Regions from separate parts of the Sus scrofa genome. Here region 1 is linked to region 2. The links are chromatin contacts, called in public Hi-C maps. All regions are on one chromosome and are shown on one strand. Each heading gives the region's core, a stretch centred on a gene start, on an enhancer-like site or on the middle of the called end of the contact. The rest is flanking DNA. Distances are from core to core; before and after follow the strand shown. Region 1 has its middle 46 kb from the start of MBNL3. Region 2 holds the start of MBNL3 (muscleblind like splicing regulator 3).

Region 1 (6,859 bases), core at 2,741-5,240, 47 kb after region 2:
GATGCAAAAATCTTCAACAAAATATCAGCAAACTGAATCCAATAATATGTTAATACCATGATCAAGTGGGATTTATTCCAGGAACATAAGGATGGTTCAGCATCTGCAAATCAGTCAATGAGGTACACAACATTAACAAAATGCATAAAAATCATGTATGATCATCTCAAAAAATGCAGAAAAAGCATTTGACAAAATTCAACATCCACTTATGATAAAAAAAAACTCTCAATGAGTGGGCATAGAGTAAACATACCTAAACATAACAAAGGCCATATATGATAAGCCCATAGCTAACAACATACTCAACGGCTAAAAGCTTAAAGCTTTTCTGCTAATATCAGGAACAAGACAAGGATGCCCATTTTTGGACTTTTATTCAACACAGTATTGGAAATCCCTTCCAGAGCAATTAGGCAAGAAAAAGAAATAAGGAATCCAAATTGGAAAGGAAGAAGTAAAACTGCCACTATCTGCAGATTATATGACATTATATAAAGAAAACTAAAGATTCCATCAGAAAACTCTTAAATTCAATAAAGTTTCAGGATACAAAATCAATACACATAAGTCTGCCGTGTTTCCATACACTACAAATAAGCTATTGAAAAGAGAAATTATGAAAACAATCCTATTTACAACTGCATCAAAAAGAATTAAATACCTAGGAGTAAATTTAACCAAAGAGATAAAAGACCTATACATTGAAAACTATAAGACAATGGAGTTCCTGTCATAGCTCAGTGGAAACACATCTAACTAGCATCCATGAGGATGCAGGTTCGATCCCTGGCCTCATTCAGTGGGTTAAGGATCCGGCGTTACTGTTAGCTGTGGTGTAGGTTATAGACACGGCTCTGATCTGGTGTTGCTGTGGCTGTGGGGTAGGCTGGCAGCTACAGCTCTGATTCAGCCCCTAGCCTGTGAACCTCCCTATGCTGTGGGTGTTGCCCTAAAAGACAAAAACAAAACCAAAAACACTATAAGACATTAATGAAGGAAACTGAAGAAGAAAGAAGTAAATGAAAATATATTCTGTGCACATAGATTGGAAGAACTGATATTGTTAAAATGTCCATGCTACCCAAAGCAATATCCAGGTTCAATACAATCCCTACCAAAATTCCAATGATGGTTTTTACAAAAATAGAACAAACAGTCCCTAAATTTGTATGGAACCATAAAAGACCCCAAATAGCCAAACCAATCTTGAGAAAGAACAAATCTGGAGGCACCACTGTCTTGATTTCAAACTACATTACAAAGCTATAGTAATTATGGTATTGGCATAAAAAGAGACACTTAAATCAATGGAACAGAATAGAGGGCCCATCAATAAACCCACCCACACACGGTCAATTCATTTATGATAAAAGAAGTGAAGAATATACAATGAGGAAAGGATAGTGTCTTCAATAAATAGTGTTGGGAAAATTGGACAGCCGCATGCAAAAGGATGAAACTGAACCACTATCTTACACCATACACAAAAATTAACTCAGAATGGATTAAGGATTTGACTATAAAACTGACCTGAAACCATAAACCTCCTAGGGAGTTCCCGTCGTGGCACAGCGGAAGCGAATCTGACTAGGAACCATGAGATTGTGGGTTCGATCCCTTGCCTCGATCAGTGGGTTAAGGATCCAGCATTGCCATGAACTATGGTGTAGGTTGCAGACACAGCTAGGATCTGGCATTGCTGTGACTGTGGCGTAGGCTGGTGGCTACAGCTCCAATTAGGCCCCTAGCCTGGGAACCCCTATATGCCGCTGGTGTGATCCTAAAAGGACAAAAGACAGAAAAAAACAAAACAAAAACAAAAAACCATAAGCCTCCTAGAAGAAAGTATGGTGGTAAGCTCCTTGATATAGGTCTTGGCAATGATTTTTTTTTAATTTGACACCAAAAACAAGAACAACAAAAGCAAAAATAAAAAAGTAGGACCATATCAAAGTAAAATGCTTTTGCACAGCAAAGGGAACGATCAACAGAATGACAAGGCAACCTACTGAATAGAAGATATTTGTAAATCATGTATCTGATAACGAGCTAAGATCCAAAATATATAAAGAACTCATACAACTCAATAGCAAAAATCTCTAAATAACCCTATTTAGGGAGTTCCCATCGTGGCACAGCGGAAACAAATTTGACTAGGAACCATGAGGTTGCAGGTTTAATCCCTGGCCTTGCTCAGTGGGTTAAGGATCTGGCGTTGCCAGGAGCTGTGGCGTAGGTCGCAGACGTGGCTCAGATCTGGTGTGGCTGTGGCTGTGGCTGTGGCTGTGGCTGGCAGCTGTCTCTCTGATTGGACCCCTAGCCTGGGAACCTCCTTATGCCGTGGGTGTGGCCCTAAAAAGCAAAAAAAAAAATAATAATAATAATAATATATATATTTTTTCTGTGTATATATATATATATATATATATATACACAGAAGATCTGAATAGACATTTTTCCAAAGAGGACATACAGATGGCTAACAGACACATGAAAAAGATGTTCTACATGATGAATCATCAGATAAATGCAAATGAAAACCACAATGAGATATATCACCTCACACCTGTTAGAACAGCTGTTATTAAAGAGACTGGAAATAACAAATGTTGGCAAGGATGTGGAGAAAAAGGGAGCCCTTGTACACTGTTGGTGGGAATGAAAACTGGTACAGACACCATGGAAACCAGTATGGAGGTTCCTCAAAAAATTAAAAATACAACTACCATCTGATACAGCAATTCCACTTCTGGGTATTTATTTGAAGAAAATGAAAACTTTAGTTCAAAAAGATTCATACACCTCTGTGTTTACTGCAGCATTATTTACAATAGCCAAAGTATGGAAACAACGCAAATGTCCACTGATGAATGGATAAAGAGACTGTGATATATGTGTGTGTGTGTTTTATATAGGAAATGGAATATTATTTAGCCATAAAAATGAATGAAATCTTGCCATTTGTAACCACATGGATGGACCTTGAGGGCCTTATGCTAAGTGAAATAAGTCAGACAGGGAAAGACAAATACCATATGATTTTGCTTATATATAGAATGTATACACACACGTTATTATATATAAAAACTCAAGTGTTCAGACATACATACAGAGAACAGGGTGGGGGTTATGGGGTTGAAGAAATGGGTACATATTTTTCATTCGTTTAAATAAACTGAGTTTTTAAAAAGAGTTAGGAGTGAAGAGTTGGGAGCACAGACAGGATAGAATCTTAAGTTCTACATTTCCCAAACTTCATATTGGCCTGAGAATATCCTTATCGGACTTTAAAATAAGAATTCCATTTTTCTCTTGCTATTTCAGAGTGATTTATACTGGATTAGATATTAACGGTGTTTCTTTATAGAAAAATTTAGAGACAACATAAAAGAGGCTGTCATTTTAACATCTTTTCACTGAATTTTGGATACATAGTCAATGCCCTTGCTATCGCTAAAGAAAAGTGTGTAATTACAATGCTGTCATTATAAAGTCGTCTTCCTGGCCCACACGGAATAGTTCTCTTCTGTCTTTCAAGGTCAATCTCAATGAGTCTCAAAAGGATTGCACCCCCCCTCCCCGAGTAGAGGGGAGCTGGAAAGAAGATTGTTTTAATTGTACCGTGAAAATGGAATGCAATACCGTTACCCTGAAATGTAATGCTTCTATAAGAACTGTTCTGTGAAATCTATCCATTTCAATTCTGGTTTGCCTCAATAAATGGGGAAATAACTTATGTTCCTGCCTCTGTAATGTGTATAATTTAAATCTACATTTCAGATTTTTAAAAGGAAAGTACAGAAAAATGAAGCTCACATCAAATATGAAAATGTCCCAAATAAATGTAAACGTGGTCACGGCAGAATTATCCGAGCCAGCGAGGAGCAAAGTAACCTATCGATTACTTCAACCTTGAACAGAGGCCCAGAAAGGTTCATCTACTTGGCTTCATTGCCTGAAATTGTTAGTGTCCACATGAAGAGCTCATGATCTGATTTCAACATATCTGATATCTTGTCAATCTGTGGTCAGAATGGGTGGGCGGATTCCCAAAGTTTAACCCAATTGTCCTGATTCATTTAGCTTCTTTCATTAACAACACATATCCATGTTTGAGTTTAATTCTTGGCTATGGATAAATTTCACACTCACTGCTAAAAACCAGAAGGGTGCTCTCTGAAGCTTTGAATCCTTGGGGAAAGGCAGGGATTGCTGCTTATACTATACGGATTTATTGACCCCAGTGGGACTCTACTTTTCTATGATGTTCTACCTGATCTTCTCTATTTTTTTTTGCTTTTTAGGGCCACACCTGCAGCACATGGAGGTTCCCAGGCTAGGGGTTGAATCGGAGATACAGCTGCCGGCCTACACCACAGCCACAGCAATGCCAGATCCGAGCTACATCTGTGACTTACACCACAGCTCACGGCAACGCCGGATCCTTAACCCACTGAGCTAGGCCAGGGATTGAACCCACAACCTCATAGTTACTAGTCGGATTCGTTTCCACTGTGCCATAATGGGAACTCCCTGATCTTCTCTAATTTTGAACACATTCTAGAATTAGACACAGCTTACCTACTTATAATCATCTGACCCTCCAGGTCACACAGTCTGTTGCTAGCCAAAACATACAGTCTGGCATATTTCTTCTGCCTACCAAACGTTTGGTTTTGGCTTTTCTTTTCCTATTTCTACCTATGAGAGTCCATTTCTCCTGCTATCCTCTGTGCTCAGGATTAACATGCATACCAACTATTCCATTAAAAATATTCTCTACAGCAGAAATTGACACAACATTGTAAATCAACTATACTTTAATTTTTAAAAAGTAAAAAAAAAATTAAAATAAAATAAAAAATACCTAATCATTAAAAAGTATTCTCGGGAGTTCCCGTTGTGGCTCAGTGGTTAACGAATCCGACTAGGAACCATGATGTTGCGGGTTCCATCCCTGGCCTTGCTCAGTGGGTTAAGGATCCGGCGTGGCCGTGAGCTGTGGTGTAGGTCGCAGACGCAGCTTGGATCCTGCGTGGCTGTGGCTGTGGTGTAGGCCAGTGGCTACAGCTCCGATTCGACCCCTAGCCTGGGAACTTCCACGTGCCGCGGGAGCGGCCCTAGAAAAGGCAAGAAGACAAAATAAATAAAAATAAAAAGTGTTCTCTATATCAATTTCCAATCAATTGAAATACTGGGAATTTTATTGAGTAAAAATTCCAACAGTGAGTTTAGAGGTCACAAAATAACCACTAAAACACATTAAGAAGGTTAAATTTACTTTGCTGGGCAAATTTTATGATCTACTCTAAAGCAGCATCTCGGTTATTAAACAATTGGTATTTCTAGATGTTAATAATAGTTAACATTTATGGAGTTCTTATTCTGTGCTAGACACTGTGTTAACTGTTTTATATTCATTATCTCGTTCAATATTCTATGAAGCAGACAAAATTGAGGAGCAATGTTAAAGTCTACTTTCAAAACAAAATCTGCCATAAACCTCAATTCTAGACTTGTCACCAAATAGTGTTATCGAGTCTTTCAATATTTAAAGTTCTCAGATGTCACAATAATAGAGTCATGGACACTAATTTAAAAATCTCCAGTCTCCCAATTTTCTTCCCAGCTTCCTGTAATTGCAATATGAAAGCTCATTACTGCCTATCCATGGAAGCCAGAGGATCCTGAATTGCTGATAATTTTTTGAATATATCTTTTCATGCATCTGGCAAATAAGTTAGAAAATGCTTGGCACATTGGGTTTCAAATCACCCATTCAAAAGAACATGTGGTTCAGAAATCTGGCACCCAGCTGGCAGAAGGGAAGCATAGAAGCCTTTGGGTACACTAAATCCCTCCCCCTAGAATAGAAATTTTCTACCAAAAATGGTTATCCAAATCAAAGCAAAAACTCTGAACCGAGTTTTAAATATTTACTTATTTATTTATTTATTTATTTATTTATTTTTAGGGCTGCACCCACAGCATATGGGGGTTCCCAGGCTAGGGGTCGAATCAGAGCTGTTGCTGCCGGCATACACCACAGCCACAGCAATGCCAGATCTGAGCCGCATCTGTGACCTACACCACAGCTCACAGAAATGCCAGATCCTTAACCCACTGAGCGAGCGAGGCCAGGGATTGAACCTGCAACCTCATGGCTCCTAGCCAGATTCCCTAACCACTGAGCCACGACGGGAAATCCCCAAGTTTTAGAAATTATGAAAAATTGTGATCCTATTATACTACATTCAGGCAGCCAATTCCTTTTAAAAGTCCTCTCTGTCTGTTGCTAATTTGAAGCTTGTTATATCAAAATCTGGAGTATGCAAATCAAAATGGAAAGGCAAAATAAAAATGATCTCTCCTTAAGAGGATTTCACAAGATCTGAGTAAGAGCCTGAAAAGAAAGCAGGATTTGAAAATAAATTCAGGAGTTCCCGTCGTGGCGCAGTGGTTAACGAATCCGACTAGGAACCATGAGGTTGCGGGTTCGGTCCCTGCCCTTGCTCAGTGGGTTAACGATCCGGCGTTGCCATGAGCTGTGGTGTAGGTTGCAGACTCGGCTCGGATCCCGTGTTGCTATGGCTCTGGCGTAGGCTGGTGGCTACAGCTCCCATTCGACCCCTAGCCTGGGAACCTCCATATGCCGCGGGAGCGGCCCAAAGAAATAGCAAAAAGTCAAAAAAAAAAAAAAAGAAAATAAATTCAAGGAAAATGCTGAAGTCAAACCAGCAAGGAAGTCTGTACGCCAAGGTATGCACGAACATGTATGGAAAATACAAAAATACTATCGATAAGGATCATTCAAAAAAATCAACTCAGCTTAAATGGCCAAGCAAAAAAGAAGGAG
Region 2 (6,455 bases), core at 3,575-6,074:
CGTATGGAATATGAGGCAGCCTAAGATTTTTAAAAAAAACTTACTCATGTTAGTTATGAGATTTTACTTGATTTATAAAGCATTCTCTTTTGAATGACAGAATCCATAATTTAATTCGATAACAATGCAAATGCACAGCAATACTACTTTACCAGAGGTTGCTGCTTATGTTAAAGACAGCATCTACAAGAGGAAAAAAACCCTGCATTTTCTGTCCACACAATAGATGAGATGAGATAATTTAATATCCATGTTATCTGTGGAACACAGTATTTCAAAAGAAAGCCAAGCCCCTAAGTTTTTTCCAAAACGACTTTAGAACCCAGGATAATATATTTATATGCGCAAATCTGGGTGATAAGAAATCTCCTCTGTATGGTATTCATTCTTCAAGAGGCCCAAACTTAACTGTAGGCCAAAATACTTTCATTGGAGTTGTGGAGGGGGCGGCAAGCTTTATCCCTGACATTTGCTAACATGTGCTGTTCGTCTTGGTAGGGGTGAAGGCTTTGGTAAGCAGGGACTTGGATGGTAGGGGGTGGAGGCAAGGGAGGGATTGGCCCAGCCCAATATATAATCATTTATTGGTTATTTTTTTTGTTTTTTGTCCTTTGGAAAACCAGTGACTTTGGACTAGAAAGGGTCAAAGTTTTCCTTAGGCCAGCTAAGCACCCTGAATGGGCCACAAGATATCCGATTCACACCAAGTCTAAAATAGCCCAGAAATGATCATGGGCTGGAAAAAAAAAAAAAAAATCACCCCTTGGGTTTCCCAAGCCCTCCTTCTAGACTCACAGAGCTCATTGTTACCACGTGCTCAGTGCAAGGAATGAGACGATGTCATAAGTGACTCTATAAATGTCATAAATGACTCTTGAAGTGTACCTGCGACCATCGCCATCCACCGGTAGAGGTGGCTAGATCCTAAAAACAGCAGCCAAGACCAGTTTACTTCTAGCTCCCTCCCCTCCACATACATATACACACACAATTAAAGAAGCACTGAAGCGCTCAGAGTGCAAGCTCATTTATGCTCACCTCAATTTCACATCTTTTCCATTTCCTTTGGCCTTAAAAACAAATCATTTTCCTTCCGTCTCTCACCATGATACTGAATCCCGAAAATGGCCAAGGGATTCAATCAATAGCAAAGGGACTCTCTGCTGAAAAAAGCGCAACTACATCTGTGAGTCTTCCAGCTCCCCTTTCCCATCTACTCTCTTTGAAAATGCACCCAAAAAAAACAGCAGGGGGGAGAAAATGACCAGTGAAGTCTCCGAAACACCTCCGCATCAAAAAGTTGATGGCAGACAAAGGGAAAAGTTGCAGAGCATTCATAAAACCTCCCAAATTCAATCTATTTCTTTTTACCTACCTTCAGGCTTTTCACAAATGAGTACAAAGCCTTTGACTGCGAAAGAAAAGTACCATTGTAGAGATTCAAATCCCACCTAAGTCTTGGGAGTTATGACAGTGAGAGTCTGTCAGATGCAAGACTTCCCCTGCACTGGGTGGTCAAAAAACTCCCTGAAATGTACTTTTTTACCTTCCTGAGAGAAAGCTCTACCATCCATCAGAATAAGAAAAGGCCCCTAGGAAGCTGAAAATTACCCTTGTCAGTCACAGGACCTTAACAGGAACAGCTGTTTGCGGAATGACTTGCTTCTTCAAATACACTAGGAATTATGGGGTTTTGGGGGGGGGACACCTTTCTCTCTGGATTACCTTTTCAAAGACAACTCACTGCTCTGCTAGGTTACCAAGAGGTAAAAGTTAAATGTTAAGGGCTACGAATGGGTGATTTCATTTCTATGGAAAAAAAAAAAAAAAAGATTCCATTTTAGTGATCACGTATTAAATGAAAAATCCTATGGATTATACTGCCCTACTGAAACATACTTACAGGTGTGGACATGGCTTCTCCAAGGAAGTAACGGTAATTTTAGAATTACAAATCATACATACTAGGTTGCCTGGTTCCTACAAGCATCACGGACCTATTAAAGACTAGGAACACTCTGAAACAACTCAAAGTGAGACAACATCAACAAAGATTGAGTATTAGTCAGAGGTCAGCATACTAATGGCAAATTTCCCACTTTCTTCTTAGAGGGCTGTCTTTATCTTTCAGTACTGTACCATCTATGAATATTGATATAGATATATATATATATATACATGCACAAAAATCCTTAAAATTGTAAGGATTTTAATTCCCATCCTTAAGAGTCTTGCATGCAACTTTTCATTTCAATTTGGGGTGCAGACAAAAAGTCTTTAAAGACTTTGATAAACCATTTCCTGAGTGTACTGAAAGCAAAATTAACGGGGCTGAACGTAGGACCCCCACCCCCACCATGGCGAGGGCCACTCCCCCCACGAAGTGGGCACTGCATCTCTGCTCAACTCGCCTTCCTTGACATCCCCCCCAAACACACACACATACAAGACAATGACTTTGGTGCAAACCAGACAACAGGTCTCAATAGCTAAGAAGCTGGGAGGAGGGCACAATTTTCCTGCCTATCTGCCTCAAGAAAGCTTTCAAATGGTGACCTCCAAAAGCGGAAGGGAGGAGTAGGTTCAACAAACACACTGTTGTTCTGCAACAGCCCACTAAGATAACCTGATTTCCAGAATCACAACATTTAAGGCTGAACGGGATTTTAAGGATTTTAAGGAACATCTCGTGCACCTTTATCTTACAGGGAAAGCGAGGGCCAAATTGATGAGATGGCTTGTCCTAATTTACAAGCAGCTCAGTAAGGACGGCAGCCAAGCTTCTGGGCTCTCACTACCCAATATGGATTTTCAGTTGAAAGGACTCTCTCGCTTTGTAAAGATTTGCCTAAACCCATCTCCCTACCCCCACACCCTTACTCCCATTCCTCTTCCTCCTTTGTGCCTCCAGCTGCACCTTGTACTCACTTTTATCATAGCACTTATCACTGTGTACAGGGATAAACTGTTTGCATGCCTATCTCCCCATTCGACTTTGAGTTTGTCTAAAGGCAGGACTATATCTTCTTCATCTTTGAGCCTCCGGGGCTCTTTCTGTGCCTGGTGAAGAGTGTCCACTCCATAAAGTTTGCTGAATGAATAAACTTTATGAGAATAATGTTATGAGGGCATAACACTAGGTCTGCCTTAGAATCCTAATTGCTCTTCTTGCTGTTTCCTGGCTCAAGTTCTTTCTTCTCTAAGAAGAGAACAACAGCCAACACACGACTGAGGCTGTTTCTGGTTTTTTCTTTCAAATGAACCGTTACTCTGTTCAGGTTCAGAAAACAGCTAATTCAAAACAAGATTTCTTCTTTTTTTCTTTCTTTTTGCTATGAATATATACTCTGAGGTATAAGTGACCATCATGGCTGAAAAATCCTGGTAACTCAATCAGAAATGTTAGGAAATCCTAAGGCACACAGACCTAAACCCTGTTCTAATTCCCAGGGATCTGTGGCCACCAGAACTCCCCCCGCCTCCAGGATAGAGGACCCCACAGAGCTGAGTAAAGGCACCTGCAGTGGATTCATATTTAATTAGCACCTGGGCCTGCCCAAGGGGAGCACCAGGGTCACCTTAGAATAAACTGCCTTCCTTGACAGGTGGGCTCCATCCCCACCCTGCATTTCTCTAACCAGCTGCAAGTCAAACTCCCTGAAGCCACTTAGACAAAGGAGGAATACAAGGCTTTAGGTCAATCACTAGAGCGGGGCCTTCTTGGGCATCTCTACTGCGTATCCAGACTTCTTACGAGAAAAATGTCCCCCCACCGTGCTTTAAGACCCCTGTTCAGCTGAATTCACACCAAACATTTATTTTCAAATAATCCCAAACTTGAAGTTTTTCTCTGAATTTTCTCGAAGAGCAAACAGCACTAAAAGTCAGAGTTGCTGTTCAGAGTGAAACCAAGCCTGCCTTCCCAGTAACTCAGATCTGCTTCCTGCCTCCCCCTCAATTTTTCCTCACCGGTCTAATCGAATACCTTCAATTGCTTTAGAAAAAAATATTAACTATCTCTTCAATAATCTGCTCTTCAGGAACACATCCTCTCTGTCTATAAGACAGCCAACCAGAAGGAAATTAGAACCCCCAAGAAAAGTGAAGCCCACTGAGTTTACCAAGAGTCAGAAGGCGTTTCCGATGCTAAGTATTCATGGAAGCTGTCTTTAAAGTAGTTGATGGCTGCCAATGTAAAATGTCATTAAAATATAGGGAAAAAAAAAAGGAAAAGAGAAAAGAATGACAATTTGTTACTCCAAGAAACACACATAAAATCATGCAACTTCATGAAGCTACTTACTACATAGGCTTTGTTACGAAGCAACATAAAGTAGAGAGAGGGTCCCCCTCGGGCCTTTGTCAAATCTTAGGGTCCTCGGGCTCCTTTTGCTGGACACCCCATCTAGTCACTAACCACAGCGATTTAGAACCAGGACAAAAAGGGACACCAGCTGCTTGTACCTTTTCTTCCCGGCTAGGGCTTCTGCCTGGAATCCTATCTAGGGTTGCCAGCTTTATCAAATGAAAATTCAGGATGCCCAATCAAATTTGAATTTCAGATAAACGAGGGCGGATTTTTTAGTGTAAGTATGCCCCATGCAATCTATTATCTAGCCACCCTCTCCCTACCTATTCTTCCATCTTGGTGGGTTCAGCTAAAATAAAGGTAAATCCTCGAAACCCCACTTTACTTACTCTCTTTACCTTAAGGTCCTAAGCAGCCCCCTCCATAGAATCAGCCCCGGCTCTACTAGGCCTTCGGTTGCCCGGGGCAAAGCAGGAGGCACCCTCAGGCCCAGCTTACCTGACCAGCTGCAAGGAATTTAAGGAAGTTGACGGCTGGAGAAAGCAATTTTTTATTCCATGGCTCCTCCCACCAAAAGCTTCACACGGCTCCCTACCCGGTCAGCCACTCCACTTTCCCAACCACAGTGGCGCAACTGTATATTCAAAGACACTGATGCCTGTGGGAGCTCCTCCCACCAACTTGAATCCGGGGGAGGGGGCAGACTGTGTGACCACCAGGCCTAACTCCTGGCTCAAAATGTATACAACTTTTTTTGAACCTACACGTGATTAAAGCAAGATGAGGCTTTTATGTTTTTAAGGGTTTTCTTAGTGTGTCTGTGCACTGGGGGGGGAAGGGGAAGGCAGGTTAACTTTAATTTCTTTAGTCTTGAAGTCATCCACTACAGGCCAGGAAAACGTGTGCTTAAGCATCCTGTTTCTACATGCACACGTAAGATCCAGGCAGATACATATTCGAAACAGGCAAAAAATGGCATGGTAACACTCAAAAAGAAAAAAAAAAATGGCACGGATAGCCATTATTTGCCTAAATGTCTTTCTCAGCCAATGCCTGAGAAGTGGAGGGCAGGGCCAACTCTAAGAAACGAAACAATATCTTTAGGAAAAATGGCAATCTGTTATAGCCCCACCTTATAGACTATGTATATCACAAAAGTGGCACCTGTAAACATTCAGGAGTTAGTCACACGGTCCTGAATTTACATTTTACCCATTAGGACCGTAGCCTCCTTTGTTGGAATGATCAGAGTCAGAATTAGTTAAGGTCAGAAAGAATGACACTACTTCACTGGGGAAGCTTCTATGTTTAGAGACAATATGTCATAGAAACATCCAACAGTAAAGCTGGAAAGGCTCTCGGAGATCATTCAGTCCAGCGTGTGCCAGAGTGTGCACCGCACACCACTATTCCCAGGGCAGGAGCCTCAGGAACGGAGTTTTCCCGGAGAAATACTTGGAAGGAACAGCACCCTCTAGTCCTCTCCTGTAGATGACTTGTCCACAGGAGCATAAGAAAGGTTCTCTTGTCACTTGTTCTACAGCAAAGAAACCTGCTGACTTTGAGTTCAGAAACATAATTCAATCACAGAACCATCCCTCTTTCCGCCTCCCCCAAAACACCTCTCGACACATCTCACTGCAGAAGCCTTAGGAAAAGAGCGATCTGATTCAGCTCCCTCTGCCTAAAGTTCAAAGCAAGCCCCATGGCATGTAGTAAACTCCAAAGAACCGGATGGGCCGTTGACGTGACATTGACCATTTCTGCCCATACTTGACCTCCCCAGAGCTGAGAGATTTTTCCTACGATTGCTACAAAGAAAGATCCGACAGTCATCGTCCCAGCGCCCCTTGCCATGGCTGTAAGTTTCCCTTAAATACTTCAGCCAGACAAGCTCTGAAAAAACAACTTCAAACTTTCTCTAACTGGCTTTCCTACGCCCGCCGAGACTTCCATCCCTTGAAACCATGCCAGTTACCTTAGGTTTTCCATGACTTAAGCGTCTCAAGTGAGTTTTAACGGCACTAAAAGTTGGGAAGTAAGAAGGTATTTGGCAATCCCTTCCAATTCCTAAGGGTCTTAGTTTTGTACTAAACTTAAACCTTGCGGTTTCCACTTGGCAAAATTAAATTTCCTGTCTCCAAGT

Evidence for each region. A called contact is a pair of places that touch in the nucleus more often than the background predicts.
Region 1: a Hi-C map of liver shows a contact between it and region 2, with 2.0 times the contacts expected there. The contact joins the enhancer-like site here to the promoter of MBNL3 in region 2. A contact is called at or near these places in 5 of 47 Hi-C or Micro-C datasets (embryonic fibroblasts, epiblast stem cells and liver) and 1 of 2 datasets of contacts at active chromatin or transcription factors (alveolar macrophages).

What each region holds. Positions count from the first base shown.
Region 1 is chrX:108,572,136-108,578,994 of Sscrofa11.1, forward strand. It overlaps a transcript of MBNL3 not described here. Among named protein-coding and RNA genes, the nearest start is that of MBNL3, 46 kb to the left of the region's middle. Within about 2 kb of position 3,991, at least 1 of the 83 cell types and tissues checked has an H3K27ac peak or open chromatin away from gene starts, as enhancers often do. A contact at or near this core is called in liver, where this site is marked.
Region 2 is chrX:108,524,609-108,531,063 of Sscrofa11.1, forward strand. It overlaps MBNL3 (muscleblind like splicing regulator 3), which reads right to left and starts at 4,825. Exons shown (of 9, transcript NM_001243933.1): 1 at 4,808-4,825; 2 at 4,122-4,185.